Regions from separate parts of the Canis lupus genome. Here region 1 is linked to region 2. Evidence: chromatin contacts called from public Hi-C data. All regions are on one chromosome and are shown on one strand. The core of a region is the stretch at or near the end of the contact, and the rest is flanking DNA. Distances in the headings are between cores, read along the strand shown.

Evidence for each region. Hi-C and Micro-C count contacts between places; a contact is called where the count stands out from the background.
Region 1: a Hi-C map of blood shows a contact between it and region 2, with 4 times the contacts expected there. The contact joins the promoter of KNTC1 here to the promoter of DENR in region 2. A contact is called at or near these places in 3 of 9 Hi-C or Micro-C datasets (amygdala, blood and liver).

Annotation. Positions count from the first base shown.
Region 1 is chr26:7,096,481-7,100,095 of UU_Cfam_GSD_1.0, forward strand. It overlaps KNTC1 (kinetochore-associated protein 1), which reads right to left and starts at 1,263. Exons shown (of 64, transcript XM_038574908.1): 1 at 1,123-1,263. It overlaps RSRC2 (arginine/serine-rich coiled-coil protein 2), which reads left to right and starts at 1,279. Exons shown (of 10, transcript XM_038574914.1): 1 at 1,279-1,436.
Region 2 is chr26:6,942,293-6,945,615 of UU_Cfam_GSD_1.0, forward strand. It overlaps DENR (density-regulated protein), which reads right to left and starts at 1,569. Exons shown (of 8, transcript XM_038574903.1): 1 at 1,432-1,569; 2 at 499-613. The coding sequence starts at 604.

The DNA.
Region 1 (3,615 bases), core at 13-2,512, 150 kb after region 2:
GTCTCTGCCCCTCTCATGAATAATTTTTTTTAAATTAGTTAATATGTATTGAATATGCAAGATAATTTTCAGTGCTTTACTAATTTAATCGGCACAACAATCCATCTTAAAGCAGAGAGACACAAGCCAGGTATGAAATAAATAGCCAAGGTAGGGGATCCCTGGGTGGCTCAGCGGTTTAGCGCCTGCCTTCGGCCCGGGGTGTGATCCTGGAGTCCCAGGATCGAGTCCCGCGTTGGGCTCCCTGTATGGCGCCTGCTTCTCTCTCTGCCTCTCTCCCTCTCATGAATAAACAAAAGTCTTAAAAAAAAAAAATAGCCAAGGTCACCTAAAGCGAGTCAATAGTTAGAGAAGATTCAAATTCACGCCTATTAACTGTTATATAAGTGCATAATTACAAACAGTACCAAAGGTTTTGAACGAAACGATGCTCAGTTTGGGGGGCGGGGGGGGGTCGCATGAGAAGTACCTGGTAGGGAAAGGAAAGATTCCAAGAGCTGTTCGCGGAGAACAGAGATGCAAGCCGAGTGCAAAGGCTCAGAGGCTGTAACGAGTTTGGGACGGCTGCCGGGCCTCAGCAAAAATGGAAATAATGAAGAAGCTAAACGAATGGTCGACTTCAAGGTTGGGTTTTTATGGTCGCTGCTACAGGGGAAAGACACTAAGCACACGAGTGACCTGATTTGGTTAACGATTTGAAATCAGTCGAGTTGCTGGGTGAAGAACCGATTAGCGAATTAAGCGAAATGAGTGTCAGGCCCCCAAGCACAAACTTCCCCAGCTGGACAACCGACCAGCAAGAACCGACTTCAAACCCTCTCCCGCCAGCGGTCTTGATGAGAAAACCCCCAAACTTAGCTGAGGTCGCTGTTACTTCGACCTGAACCCACCCCCCGCATCTCTACAGCAGCGCATTTCCCCCTCCTCACCTGCAACAGAAGAACCTAAAGCAGAACACTCAAATAAACCACTCCTCTTCCCGCCGCCCACAACTGTCCCTAATATCTTCAGGGTCTAGAGCCCACGGATTTAAATTGGCGGGAGAACACTAGGCCCAACCCCTTTTACAGCGGCCGGAAGGGGCCAAAACTGCTTTAGAATCGAAAGAGGACGTTGACCCACCCTAAATTCCACCCGTTCCGATTTACAGGCTGCACATTCTAGGGTGTATTCTTGGCCCCGCCCCACTCCTGGCCTTACACGCCCTCTTCAAAATAACAACCAATCAGCTCCTCGAATCGCGTTGCTATAGAGACTCTTATCGACACTTTTTTTTTCCCAGCAAGCTGCGCGACGCGCCGGGCCTCAGCCCCTTTGTGCCATCCGGGTCTCTCGCGCGAGCGATTTAGTCTGTGGCGAAGCGTCTGGGCGGCCGGTACTGTTGAGAGCGGCAAGTGGAGGCGCCGCCCTAGCGGCCAAGACTCTGGACTATGGCGGTAGGTGCCAATTCTTGAGTTTAAAGCCAGGGATATTTTCTTGATACCCTCCAAAGACTGGGTGAACTGTTCCCAGAGCTGTTGTCCGCGCGTGTGTGTGGACAAAATGGCGTCGCGGCCTTCTTTTGCGCCCGCCATCATGGCTGCCTACTGTAAGGAGGGGGAAATGAGGCGGTGTTGGTGGGGGTGGGGAGCCGCAGGGAGTGTCTTTTTTTTTTTTTTTTCTTCCAGAACTTTCTTCCTCTCTTTTCCTAGTTCTCTATTCTGTTCGACCCACAGAGCGGCCTCCAGTTTAGCTTACTTTTGTTGGTCGTTTTTATACTGAGTTTCATTAGGGCTTGGGAATTTATTTGTTCGTGTTGAAGGACTGGGGAAAAGAGAAAAGGGCTGGGGGGGGGGTCTTTGAAAAGTATTGGGTCAGAAAGGCGTTGTCTGCAAGGGGGTAAAATGGGAGAAGAGAATCGACTTGTAACGTTTTGTTTTTTCCCTTATTATTATTGTTTTGTCTCTGAAAACCTTAGTTTATTTCTTAGTATGGAGCTGAGGAAGGTGTTGCTCAAAGGGAGCAAAAAAATTCTACTTAATTACGAGGAGCCTTTGGAACTACGAATTCTGATTGTTCCGTTTCCGAAGCGGCTCGTGATGTAATCATTTTGAAATCTTTGAGAAGCATAATAAAGCCTTAATATTGGCGTTTCTTTAGATTTAAGCACCCTTTCTTGACCCATTTAATTTTAAATAAGAACTACAGTTTTTAAAAAAGCATGCTTTGGGTGTAAGATGCCCAATTCTGGTGGGTCGCGCGCGTTATTGTGATTACTTCATTTTTCTTCCCGTGTTAAAAGGAAAACGCAAGCATTTTGTGTTCCTTTCCACTGACTAGGAAGTTCTATTTATTCATTTTAAAAACTAAGTAGGACTGTAAACGTACCGAAAAATTTGTACCGATAATCCCCTAAACATTGGGGTTATCTGGAATCGAGATGGTTTCTGCACTCCCCTCCCCCAGTACCTAATTGAATTAACCGATTTTTGTTACGGTTTCAAACAGCTGGGCTGTTTGGTGTTTGTGCAACTAATCGAAGTAGTGTTTTCCATGGTTTAAGTGGTGTTTTAGGCCTCTTAATGTATTTTAAAAATGGTGGTGTTTTACTTGGGCTCAAATGTTTTAAAAAATGAAGTCAGTTCAAACAAACATTTGGTCCTGCAGTACCTCCTTCAATAAAAAGACAGTCCCCTGGAGAAGTGGCCTACTATTAAATCCAAGGTACCTTCTTCGCACTGGAAAAAAGATTTGTGTGCTGTCGTGAGCATTATTACAGATTTAAACAAATTATAAATGTTAAGGTAATGGTAGTGGCCTTCTAAAACAAGTGCTAAAATAGAGGACAGTTTTGCAGTTAGATTTAAGATTTACTATGTACATCCCTGATAATTCGAAGTAAAGCTTAGAAATTTTCAGAGAAATTTTTTTTTTAAGATTTTATTTATTTATTCATGAGAGAGAGAGGCAGAGACACGAGCACAGGGAGAAGCAGGCTCCATGCAGAGAGCCTGATGTGGGACTCGATTCCGGGACTCCAGGATCATTCTCCAGCCAAGGGAGGCACTCAACTGCTGAGCCACCCAGGCGTCCCATCAGATAAATTTTCTTCAATTGATTTTATTTTTTGGATATTTTTAATTAGGGTACTATAAAATAGCATCGTGGAAATAAAAGTTTTGTGTAGGCAAAGTGGCCACCTATCATTCGGAATCTATAATGGTAGGGTGATTTTTGTTTTTCTATTGTATATTTTACAGGTGAAAATAGGTGGTTGATGTAAGTTATTGGCTTTGTATTACAGGATGCCTTTGACTTCCCTATTGCTAGGCTTCTGCAATGTTAAGCATGTAAATTGTTGACTGAAAATTTGTACTGTGTGAGCTGGAGCTGACTTCCATATGAAGGTTTTTTGTTGTTGTTGTTTTTCCTTCAGTTCTAGTCATGATCTCTGTAAAAGTTAATGAGTTGTGCCAGTGGCTCAAGAATGCTGGTTTTCGGCAGAAAAGGCTCATGCACTGAAAGAAGTGATAGCAGTGCTTAAGTTATCACAGTTGCTTTATTTTACTAAATGTAAGCTCTACCAGTCACAACATCACAGACATGCCTGAAATAGTTCGTAAGGATAATGATGAA
Region 2 (3,323 bases), core at 319-2,818:
CAATCTCATCTTCTTTCCTTACTGACATCCTCCCTATAATATAAACACTATACTAATCTAGAGTTGTTCATTTTCCACAGATGTGCATCCACCAAGCCTTTTCTTGCATAGCCAGCCATTCACTTCATCTGGGATGCCCTTCTCCACTTTATCCAGTCCTTGTCATCTCTTCAGACTCAGTATCTTCCAAGAAGTCCTCCTTTAATAGCAGACCAGCAAGTAACATTAGGTTGAAATAATCTATTTGCATGCCTCTCTTCCAACTGGACTGCAAGCTTTTCCAGGCCAAGTAGCAAGACACAAGTCATTACAGGTTGGGAAAATCTGTAAACCCATGCCTCCTCTTCACCAGTGCCCCACCCCCAACCTTGCGGCTCCAATTAAGGGTTTCACAAACAGCACAGATGAGAAAAGGATTAATAGGATCAAATGTGATATACAATCATAATGCATAAAAACAAAGTGACCAAAAGCCATTTTCTGCTTTGTAACACTTGCCTCCACAGTAAAGGACTCGAAGTGGGTAGTCTGCATCTAACTTGGTATTGCCCTTCGAGTCTCCTTTGCAATCATGCCCACCGGACTCAGAAATATCAGCAGCCATCTCACAAACCTGTAAACAAGGAAAATAACACATTTTCACTATTTTGGACCAAGACCTCAAAGAAGCAGTGTTCAGAGGTAGCCTCACTTCCGCCCACTGGAAATACCTCAACCCTAAATGTTTCCATTCTGTTCTTAAGTGAAGGATACAAGCTGCATTAGGATCCATAAAATGTGACCAATTCTGGGCGCACCACCAACCAGCTCCACAGGTCTACAGGGAAGCAAGTGACGGGAGAAAAAGCACTGTGAAGAATGGGTCGGGGGGTGGGGGCTCTAGTGGAAAGAGGACGCAATGGGATAATAGGATGGGGAGGATGATCCGTAGTGAGGGGGCAAAAGGTCTGGGGATGAAATGGGAGGGATGCAAACTGCAATAAAGGCCACATAAAATAAAAGGCTAAAAGAGCCTACGAAGAAGGGATGAGTGACCAGAGGTGCCCAGAGTACAGGGTGTGGGCGCAGCTAAACGCCAAGCGAGGGACACAGGAATCCGGGAAGCGATGGGAGTGGGAGGGGGCGGGGAGACCAGAATCTGAAGACAGAAAATGGGGGCGGAAGAATCGGCAAGGGGCAGAATGTAAGAGCACTGGGGCGACATGGGCGGCCAGGAGTTAGGGGGCGATCCGAGGCGAAGGGGCAATCCCAGGGACACCACAGGGGCCCATGTGGGCGGGGGTGTGGAGACGCCCGGCCCGGCCCCCTTCCGCCGGACAGCACCTCGGCTTCCCCCCACGCTCTCTACGAGCTCTTCGGAAGAGGGAGAGGCTCGAGGGGTCGTTACCCAGGCGGTCGCACAACCCCCGCCGCCTCCGCTCCCGCCACTACCGCCAGCTGAAGCAACACATGCAATTCCTCTTCCCCGGCCAGGGCCGCCAGAAAGCCCGTCGGCAAGCCGCGGTCCCGCGAGACAATAAGCCTTTATCGCGAGATTCAGGTCGCCGCTGGGAGGCTGTCGCGAGAAGCCTGAAGGCGGAGGCGGAGGGGCACTGGGGAGCATGCGCATTGTGCTCGGGGGCGGAGCCAAACCTCCGAGCGGCTGACAGCCAGTAGGCGGTGCTCGTTACTCGGGGGAGAGGTTGGCGGGTCGGCTGGCTGGCGGCGCGCGGGGCGGAAGCCGACGCGGAGAGGAAAGAGGAGGTGTGCGCTGAAATCATCGGTGACTCCCTGTTGTGGAGCTGGGGAATGTTGCCCCTAGTCTGGGGCGCATCCTGGAGTTCTGACTAACCTCCAGCCTGTTGCATAAGTCACTGCTCCGCGGGGAGATGGCACCTGGAAAAGGCGTTTGGTTTCATTTCAACACCTTTCCCTGCAGTGACTGAATTATTCTTGGAAAGATCATATGAACGCTATTTAGATTGTTCCAGTCGCCCCGTAATCTCACACCCCCCTAACAGCTGCTGCCCTCACCATCCTCGTCTTTGCGATCAGTCCCTCAGGTCTCAGGCGGACGGACACTAGCACACGCGGGCCGTCCTAGCTTTGCTTCCGTCTAGTTGTTTCCTTCTGGGAAAATCCTTTCCTAACCGTGCTCCGCCCGAGTCCCTCCCAGTCGCGTTGGTGAAATGGGAACAACACTACAGTGCTTGCAAACCTCTGAGGGTTAGGAAAAGGATGACCAAGGAGTGCTTGGTAGCCGGTGGAGGTTGCTTTGTCCTTCACCTCATCCCCCTTCTTCCCGGCCGACTTCATTTGCGCCACCACCATCCTTACATTTTCTGCTCACGGTTTACTTTATGCGTGCACAAAACCATCTGGCATAATCTTTTTCGCCGGTGACTGCTGCCTCCACCCTGACATCTTTCTTAAATAAAAGAGGAGTCTCCACCCTAACCTCCTTGCAGAAGAGTCAATTCTGTGTAACTAGTGAAAGAAGATCTTGTTCCCAAACATGGTTGATTCCAATAATAATAGCTTTCGATTCCAATAATAACTTCCACTTATTGACACCCACCTGCCATTATGTATCAAAAACCTGCTCATTCGGGTATAGAGTCCAGGTGGATTCATTCCACAAAATTTTCTTTTTTTAAGATTTTATTTATGAAAGACACAGGCAAAGGGAGAGGGAGAAGCATGCTCCCCTCAGGAAGCCTGATGTGGGACTCCATTCCTGAACTCCAGGATCACGCCCTGAGCCAAAGGCAGAGCTTAACTGCTGAGCCATCCAGGCGTCCCATCCACAAAATTTTCTTGAGTTCCTATCATGCAGCACTGTCCCACATAAGCACTGGGGATGCAGTGAACAAGAGACAAAGTGCCTACTCTTGCTAAATTTAGCAGTCTTAAAAGTGATAGCTGATTCAGTCCTTACAGTAACCCGATAAGGGAGCAACTGGGTGGCTCATTGGTTGAGCATCTGCCTTTGGCTCAGGTCTTGATCCTGTGGTCCTGGCATCAAGTCCCGCATCGGGCTCCCTGCAAGGAGCCTGCTTCTCCCTCTGCCTATGTCTCTGCCTCTCTGTGTGTGTGTCTCTCATGATTAAATAAAATCTTTTTTAAAAAGATAACCCTATGAGGTAGGTATTGTCTTCAATTTCCAGATGGTAAAATCATAGCTCAAAGGTAGAAATGAATTAAGTTGACATGTGACTAAGATCATAAGCTAATAGTATATTTTATGGGTCTTAAGATGCACATTTTTTCACATTTTAATATCCCATACCAAGATGCATTGCAAGGGATGAAATTTTAGCATTTGTCATAGTTTAATTTGGCAG